2 separate regions of the Mus musculus genome follow, and region 1 is linked to region 2. The links are chromatin contacts, called in public Hi-C maps. All regions are on one chromosome and are shown on one strand. The core of a region is the stretch at or near the end of the contact, and the rest is flanking DNA. Distances in the headings are between cores, read along the strand shown.

The links. Hi-C and Micro-C count contacts between places; a contact is called where the count stands out from the background.
Region 1: a contact with region 2 is called in a Hi-C map of cortical neurons, with 4 times the contacts expected there. The contact joins two enhancer-like sites. A contact is called at or near these places in 4 of 484 Hi-C or Micro-C datasets (cortical neurons, embryonic stem cells and neural progenitor cells).

Annotation. Positions count from the first base shown.
Region 1 is chr3:137,750,328-137,754,288 of GRCm38.p6, reverse strand. No RefSeq gene overlaps it. Among named protein-coding and RNA genes, the nearest start is that of Mir6380, 31 kb to the left of the region's middle. Within about 2 kb of position 1,273, at least 96 of the 459 cell types and tissues checked have an H3K27ac peak or open chromatin away from gene starts, as enhancers often do. A contact at or near this core is called in cortical neurons, where this site is marked.
Region 2 is chr3:137,018,456-137,022,144 of GRCm38.p6, reverse strand. No RefSeq gene overlaps it. Among named protein-coding and RNA genes, the nearest start is that of Gm26107, 48 kb to the left of the region's middle. Within about 2 kb of position 1,979, at least 8 of the 459 cell types and tissues checked have an H3K27ac peak or open chromatin away from gene starts, as enhancers often do. A contact at or near this core is called in cortical neurons, where this site is marked.

The DNA of each region.
Region 1 (3,961 bases), core at 24-2,523, 730 kb before region 2:
CACAGAACTCAGAAGGCAGATGCAGGACAACCAGGAGTTCAAGGCCAGACTGGGCTTCAGGGAACCAATATGTTTCAAAATAAATAAGTGAACAAATAAATACTCGTTCAGTTTGTTGATGTGGTGGTTTGTAACAGGAGCTCAGAGTTCAGAGATAGCTAATGGCTTCCTGTTTCCTTAATCAAACATTACCAAGTTACATTTCTGGTGTGTGTGTATGTGTAACTGTGTGTTTATGCATGTGTGTATGTGTGTGTATATGTTTGTGTGTATGTGTGTAACTGTGTGTTTATGCATGTTTGTATGTGTGTGTATATGTTTGTGTGTGTATGTGTAACTGTGTGTTTATGCATGTGTGTATGTGTGTGTATATGTTTGTGTGTGTCTGTGTGTGTCTGTGTGTGTGATGTGTATGACTGTGTGTCTATGTATGTGTGTGTGTACACGTGTGTGTATGTTTCTGGTTGTGTTGGGATGTGAGTGAATGTTGTCTCCTGTGAACCACAGTGCTTCATTGGCAGGTGGAGGTCTGCAGAACGCGTCTTCTTCCTCTCACCTGCTGAAGTAAGGCAGCGTGTACAAAATATTTCTCCTCTCCAGATCTGCCTGCTGTCGAGTCAGAATCATTTATTATTTATTCCTCAGCACGATAGAGCTTAACTGCTTATTTTCGGCATGATTCGTGAAATAGACACAGGAAGTAGAAAGGCGGGAGCTGTAACTGCCTCCTGTTTGTTGTTTTGTTGTTGAGCAAGGCTGTTGGAGACTCTGGTCCACGCCTTGTCTTAAGTCTGTGGAGTGGATCTAACACAGGGCCTCATTTGCAGTGTCAGCCAGGCTGTCGCCATGAGAAGCTGGCTCACGGAGGGCAGTCTAAATCTCTCTCCTCTGCTGCAGTCTGCTTTCTTTGTGAAGACTGCTAAGAACATTCCAGAACTCTCTCCAAATATTGAAGTCCTTATCACTTCCTAAACTGGATGTTTGTTCAGGTCTGCCACAAAGCAGTACCAGTACTCTCTCATCAGCAGCTTTCTGTGACCGTGACCGTGCTGGGAAACTCTCCATACCCTGGGAAGAGAAGGAGGACAAGTATGGAAGTCCCATTAGTTATCTATTCGGAGGCTCCTGGCTTTGTTTTCTTAAAGGAAACAACTCGACTGAGTACCACGAGAGGGCGCCAGTGGGCTATGTTAGCGCTGGCGAGGCACTGCACTCCGGCATCCTCCCCACTCCCATTCCTTCCCACACTGCGGGGGGCAAAAACAACCCGGGGGCGCTGACGTCAGCTAGCCGGAGGCGCCTGCCTCTGTACCCATAGGTATAGTTAATCCCCCAGGAGTGAGGCCGGTGCTTTCTCTGGCAGCCCAATTTTCAGCTTAAATCATTGCCCTAATCTTATTTTAATGTGCATTGGGGCCCTGGCGGCTAGAGTGGGTGGCAGGGGAACAGCATTTAACATCCTTTGGAGTTTGGATTGTGCCGGACACTTCTTAAGCACTTGGGTGGGACAGAGAGACTTAATCTTGCAGCTGCAATCGACCTCAGTAGCCTTTGCCTTATTTGGCAAATTTAATTGGCAACGTTAATTTTGGGGGTTGGGGCTGGGGTAGAAGAGAAGGAAAGGAACACATGTGAAATACTAATATGCGCTGTATGCTTCACAGCGACTGTACGAAGTTGTTAAAAATGCTCAGTTTAGCAGAGACATTGAGAGAGATCAGAGCCTTCAGTCAGACAGCTTGCAATTGGCCCGTGGAGCCCTCCATTGGCCAGTCCCAGAACCACAGTCTGGGATCTGCTACCTGTGCGGCTTGCCTCTCTCTTGGGAGGCAGAGGCAGGCCAATTTCTGAGTTCTAGGTCAGCCTGGTCTACAGAGTGAGTTCCAGGACAGCCAGGGCTATAAGGAAAAACCCTGTCTCGAAAAACCAAAACCAACCAACCAAAACAAAAAACACACCCCCCAAACAAACAAACAAACAAAAACATCCCATCATCAACAACAACAAATCAAAACCAAAACAAAAAAAAAAGTTTTACAGGAAACTTGGCAAGAATGGAACAAAACCCACATTCCAAGGGGAACTAGCCCTTTTCAGGACAGTAGAATAAAGTCTAAATTTAACCACTCAGATGTGAGTTAACCAGCAGTTGTCTACAATGTATCTTGCCTGACTCAGAGGGTCCAATGTGCTTACAACAAAGTAGCAGAAAAGCACTGGCTAGCCGAAGGGCGGGCGTTGTTTGATTGGTGTGACATCCACCGGCTGTATTTACATCAAGTAAATGAAGAGAAGAGAGCAGTTTATCTGATGACATGGCTCGTCATCACATTGCAGGCACCAAAAAGGGGTATAGTGACCCGGGACATGGGGTGTGAGGGGAGTGACACAGTGCCCAGGGCAGTGTCTATAAATGGTGAGTCAGAATTCAATGATGCTTTCAGAACGGCGATGGGCCCACTGCCTGCATCCCAGACTTCTTCAGCTTAAGCCCACATCCCAGATAAGTAAATGAAGTCCGTGCACTAAAAGCATAAACCAAGAAATCAAACTGTAGGCACTTCACAGACCAAAGCACCTCATGAAGGTGCCATGACTCCGAAGTCGGACAGAGAGCCATTAATGTCCTATGGGGCATTAATACATGTTTTTTTTTCCTTCAGGCTTTCTTTTGCTGTTTTGACAGGAGCTGCTTCACCTTCAGGGATTTTTGTTTCATTCTTGAAAAGCTTCATGTAAAACTATGAATAGTCCATTTGGTCAGAGTCCTCAAAGTCAAACTAGAAAGTGAGGCGCAGTGCAGCGAGCCGAGCCCAGTGAGGACCGAGTTAGAACCAGAAGGACCGGTGGTCAAATCCCATGCTCTGTAGTTTTTAGTCACTTGCCTGTGAGTGAAATCTTCACAGTGGTGATGGTTCAGCTTCTTTGTCAACTTGACTGGGTTTAGAATCACACCCTTGGGTGTGTCTGTGAGGGTGTTTCCAGAAATGTTTAAGTGAGATGGGAAGGACTACCCTGAGTATGTCCAGCTCTCCCATAGGCTGGGATCTGATTGAACACAAAGGAGAAATTGGAGCCTGGGTGTGTGTGTGTGTGTGTGTGTGTGTGTGTCGGGGATGAGAGAGGGCACAGCAGTTAAGAGCACTTACTGCTCTTGCAGACGGTCAGACTTTGCTTCCTGCCACCATACTGGCAGCTCACATTGCCAGTAATTCTGGTTTCAGGTGACTTAATGCCTCTTCTAGATTCTCTGTATGCCAGTGGTGCCCATGTGTACACTCAGGCAAAGCACTCAGGCACATAAAATAACACTGAACTTCCAAAAGGAGAAAGCGAACAGAGCAGAACTTTCATCTCTCTTGGCTTTTTTTCACACAGACACAATGTGACGTCACCTCACGTTTGCCCTGACATTACACTTGCCTGCCATTGTGGGCAGTCCCTCAAACTGTGTGGCAAAACAAGTCTTTACTTTTGTCTCAGATAGGGTTTTGCCGCTGTGAAGAGACACCATGACCAAGGCAACTCTCACAACGGACAACATTTCATTGGGGTTAGCTTACAGGCTTGGAGGTTCAGTTAATTATCATCATGGTGGGAAACCTGGCAGCGTCTTGGCAGGTATGGCACTGCTGAGAGTTCTACGTCTTGTTCTGAAGGCAACCAGGAAAAGATTGTCTTCCAGGCAGCTAGAAAGGTCTCAAAGCCTACCCCAACAGTGACCCACTTTCTCCATCAAGGTCACACCTCCTAATAGTGCCACTCCCTGGGCCAAGGATATTCAAACCACCACATCGGTTGCTTTTGTCACAACAATAAGAAAAGTAAGGACGGGGCTGGAGAGATGGCTCAGTAGTTAAGAGCACTCACTGCTCTTCCAGGGGTCATGAGCTTAGTTTTCAGCAACCACATGGTGGCTTATGATCATATGTAATGGGATCTGATGTCCTCTTCTGGCATG
Region 2 (3,689 bases), core at 730-3,229:
AATGATGTCACTCTTGGACAATTTTTGATTGCACACTGGGGTTTCTCAACAGAAAAATGTCACAGAAACTTCACATAAAGAAATCCTGTATTAATTGCTTTCTTTTGAATATTTTTAAAATATCTGGATAGTGGTAAATTAAGATAAAAGAAAAAATTATTCATGTATGAAGCTCATATGCATAATGCATTGGCAAGGAGATTTTTGTTATGGTTGATAAAAATTAATCAGTCAAGACAATGTAGAGTAAGTCAGCATAAATCTTCCACACACAGTTGCTTATGGCAAACATCTCACAGATAGGGGGGATAGCATATATCTGACTGTTTCTAAACTGCCCCAATAAATCTTTGATTAAGAGAACCATATCACAATAGTTAACTAATGACATGTTTTTCAGAAGCATTGTAGTAAATAAATTAGGAACAGCACATCAGCTTTTCAATAGCCTGAAAGGAAAGATACTTAAATTTTAAGTGAGAAATACAAGATGTGGCAGGAATAGGAGTTGTACAATTTGCTCTTGATACTAGAGAACACACCATTAAACAAAGGGAGGAAATCATGATAAGATTTGGTCTATAGTGCTTCTAGGTCCCAAGATATGAGTCATCTAGGCCTGGGCTGAATGTCAGACTCATGTATGGTGAATGTTTATAAACTTATGGGGGAACAAGTCGATTCCAGTTCATTTCATATATTCTCCAAAAGTGGAGACTTGATTCAAAGATGACTCTCTTCCTTTCCTAGTGACCTATAAAGGAAAGTCAAAGCTCAGTAGGCACAGCTGAGCTAAGTGGAAACAACGGTCTATCCCCAGGAACAGACTGACAACTGATATACCCACCAACTCGAGCTCCTTTGTCCTTCAGACAGGCTGGCCATTTGTGTCCCTTCATGCTGGATCATGTGATGCCAAATTCAGTCCCTCCAATTATGCCCACAATTTTCAGAGAAATGTTTTATAAAGCTTTCACATACCTCTTAGCATTGGAAACATCTAGTATAGGACACTGTTTCTCACAAGACTGTCCATAAAGCCTGTCTATCCCACTTCCTGTCCTTCCCCTATCAAATTGTAGGTCCTTACACTCTCTGTTATTGCTTATTGCAATGGCTGTCACTCTTGAATAGCTTCTAGGAGCTGAGCTATGCTCAAGAGTTGTTTGTTTGTTTGTTTGTTTGTTTGTAATCTCATCATTGTTAAGCCATCTGCAGCAGGTCTTTGAGCCATTTAACCTCAGGTATGATGAACCTGTTCTCCACAAAAAGCTCAGTGCTCCTCAATGATTACAATTATTTATTTGTTCAAAGTCCAAAAGAAAAGAAACAGTGAAACACAAAATCTTAGCAACCATTCTTCATGTTTATGCTACTTTCTTAGCATATAACTGCCTTAATAAACAAATGGGGTGTGTGTTTTTTGAAGACTAGCTACAAAAGAATTTGAATAAACAGCCATAATGATAAAACAATAAATAGTTTATATTGCATGGTTTGCCTGCAGAACAAGAAGGAAAATAACATTACTTGCATATTATATTTACAGTGATTCTATATATCTTTGAAATCAAGATAGCATATCTCCTCTTTTCTCCATAGCATTGCATTTAATTAAATTTCTTTCTTTTTTTCTAAATGGACTGAGTCACTTGGCTCTGCTGTGTATATTTCAGGCTCCATGCATAAATTCTTTACCAGATTTCCATTTGGGGAGGATTAACCATTTTGCAATCTAATTTCCTTCCAGCATTATGTCTCTGGTTCTTTGTCAATATTCAGGAGGAAAGAAAAATACTTGAAATCTCCAAGGGTCTAGTTCTTTCTATACAAATGAACTCTTGGGTTAATCTCTGTGATTACTTTCTCTCCAGGCCTCGGAGACTTTGCATATGGACAATTTCTTCTCAAATAAACGCAGATTGAGCATTATCATCCCCCAAGTGTTCTGCTTCGATTATGCAGGGCTTGTGCCAGATTTCATCAGACAAATTCAAGTCTCTAGGCAGAGTTGTGGTCCAAGGGATTTTTGTCTTGGATGAGAATCTGGACTAATGATTTCAAACTCCAGTCTTGTTGCTTTTGAGAGCCTTGGCAATTAGTGTTGAACTTCCCTTAGCCTTCACATGATGGCTCTAGGATGTAGACTGGTGAAATTAAAATGATTTCATCACAAAATCTGGACCAGAACTCCTGAGACAAATCTCCAATCATCTTTTTATGTAACACCACAGCTCCATATGTGTGACTAATTTCATTTAAAAATTAAATCACTCTTTTAAATCCACTGATGTATACAAATTTAACAAATATCCCTATATTTAAACAGTACTAAAATACATTTGGGGACGATTAACCATTATTCACACATCTAAAGTAAGAATGAGTCTAGAAAACTATGATGTCTAGGTGGATGTCAGTAATGGCATAAATATGATTACCTGCTTGTACACAATCATCTTTCATAGTCAAGAAGTAAAAATGAATGACTACAACCTCTCATCCTACCTATAAAATCCCTTGAAGAACTTTGGGAATATTTACCCATGCTCAAATACTGAGGTTGGCAAAGGGCACATCTGGGCCTAGAAGAAAAATTTGCCAAATAATAGTGAAGCTTTACTGTGCTGCTGGTCTTGCTTAGCCAGAAAAGGGAAAGATCATTGGAAGTCACAAGCATCAAAAACCAGATTTGTGGCTAGTGAGATGGTTCAGCTGGTAAAGGAATTTGCTACCAAGCCTGCGGATCTGAGCTCCATCCCTGAAACCTACATCTCACAAGGTAGAAGAAGAGAATTGACTCACAGCATGCACACACACACACACACACACACACACACACACACACACCAGAAAAGCAAGCTGCAATTAACAATGTAAACAACCAAATCAAAAATTTATAAAAAGTAGAATCTGTTAAGCTTAGGAATATCTTAACCAATATGTGTAGCTTGAAGATCTTACTTTATATACATACCAAGTAGCAAATATTCAGAGTATCAATAAAAATGAATCCTAAAGCCTGGTTTAATTTTTTGCAGGTTTTTCATTGATAATGATACATAAAAATGATATATTTTACAATAAATGGCAATTTGGATTTAATTACATAAAAAGTATACTTAGTTTTGTTTTGGGTGCATTGAAAAATATTTACAATCTTTAGGAAATTTTATTATTTACAATAATTTGCTAAATTATACTACAGAAATATATAGAACATAACCCCAAACTTAATTTGATCCTTGTATCATATATATAGTATCCAGCTGAGAGTTTGTGAGGGCTAGTTTTGTCATGTGGAAATGTGGGAAATAAGTGATCACAAGCTTTGGGTTGGACTTGAGTAGGATGAAATCCTGACTGAAAGACAAGTAAATTATTTTCATCAACCAGGTCAACCCAATTGTTTCCAAGATGACATACTGAATACAATTATTATATACCATGTACATGTGGTACAGTGTGTGTGTGTGTGTGTGTGTGTGTGTGTGTGTGTGTGTGTGTGTGTGTTTTCTCCAGAGCATGGAAGGAAGGAAGGAAGAAAGGAAGGAAGGAAGGAAGGAAGGAAGGAAGGAAGGAAGGAAGGAAGAAGGAGAGAAGAGAGAAAGGAAGAAAGGAAGGAGGGCTCGAGCCAAATATCTCAGCAGAGATATGATGGTGTGAGAAAAGCTGTGCCATTACACCAT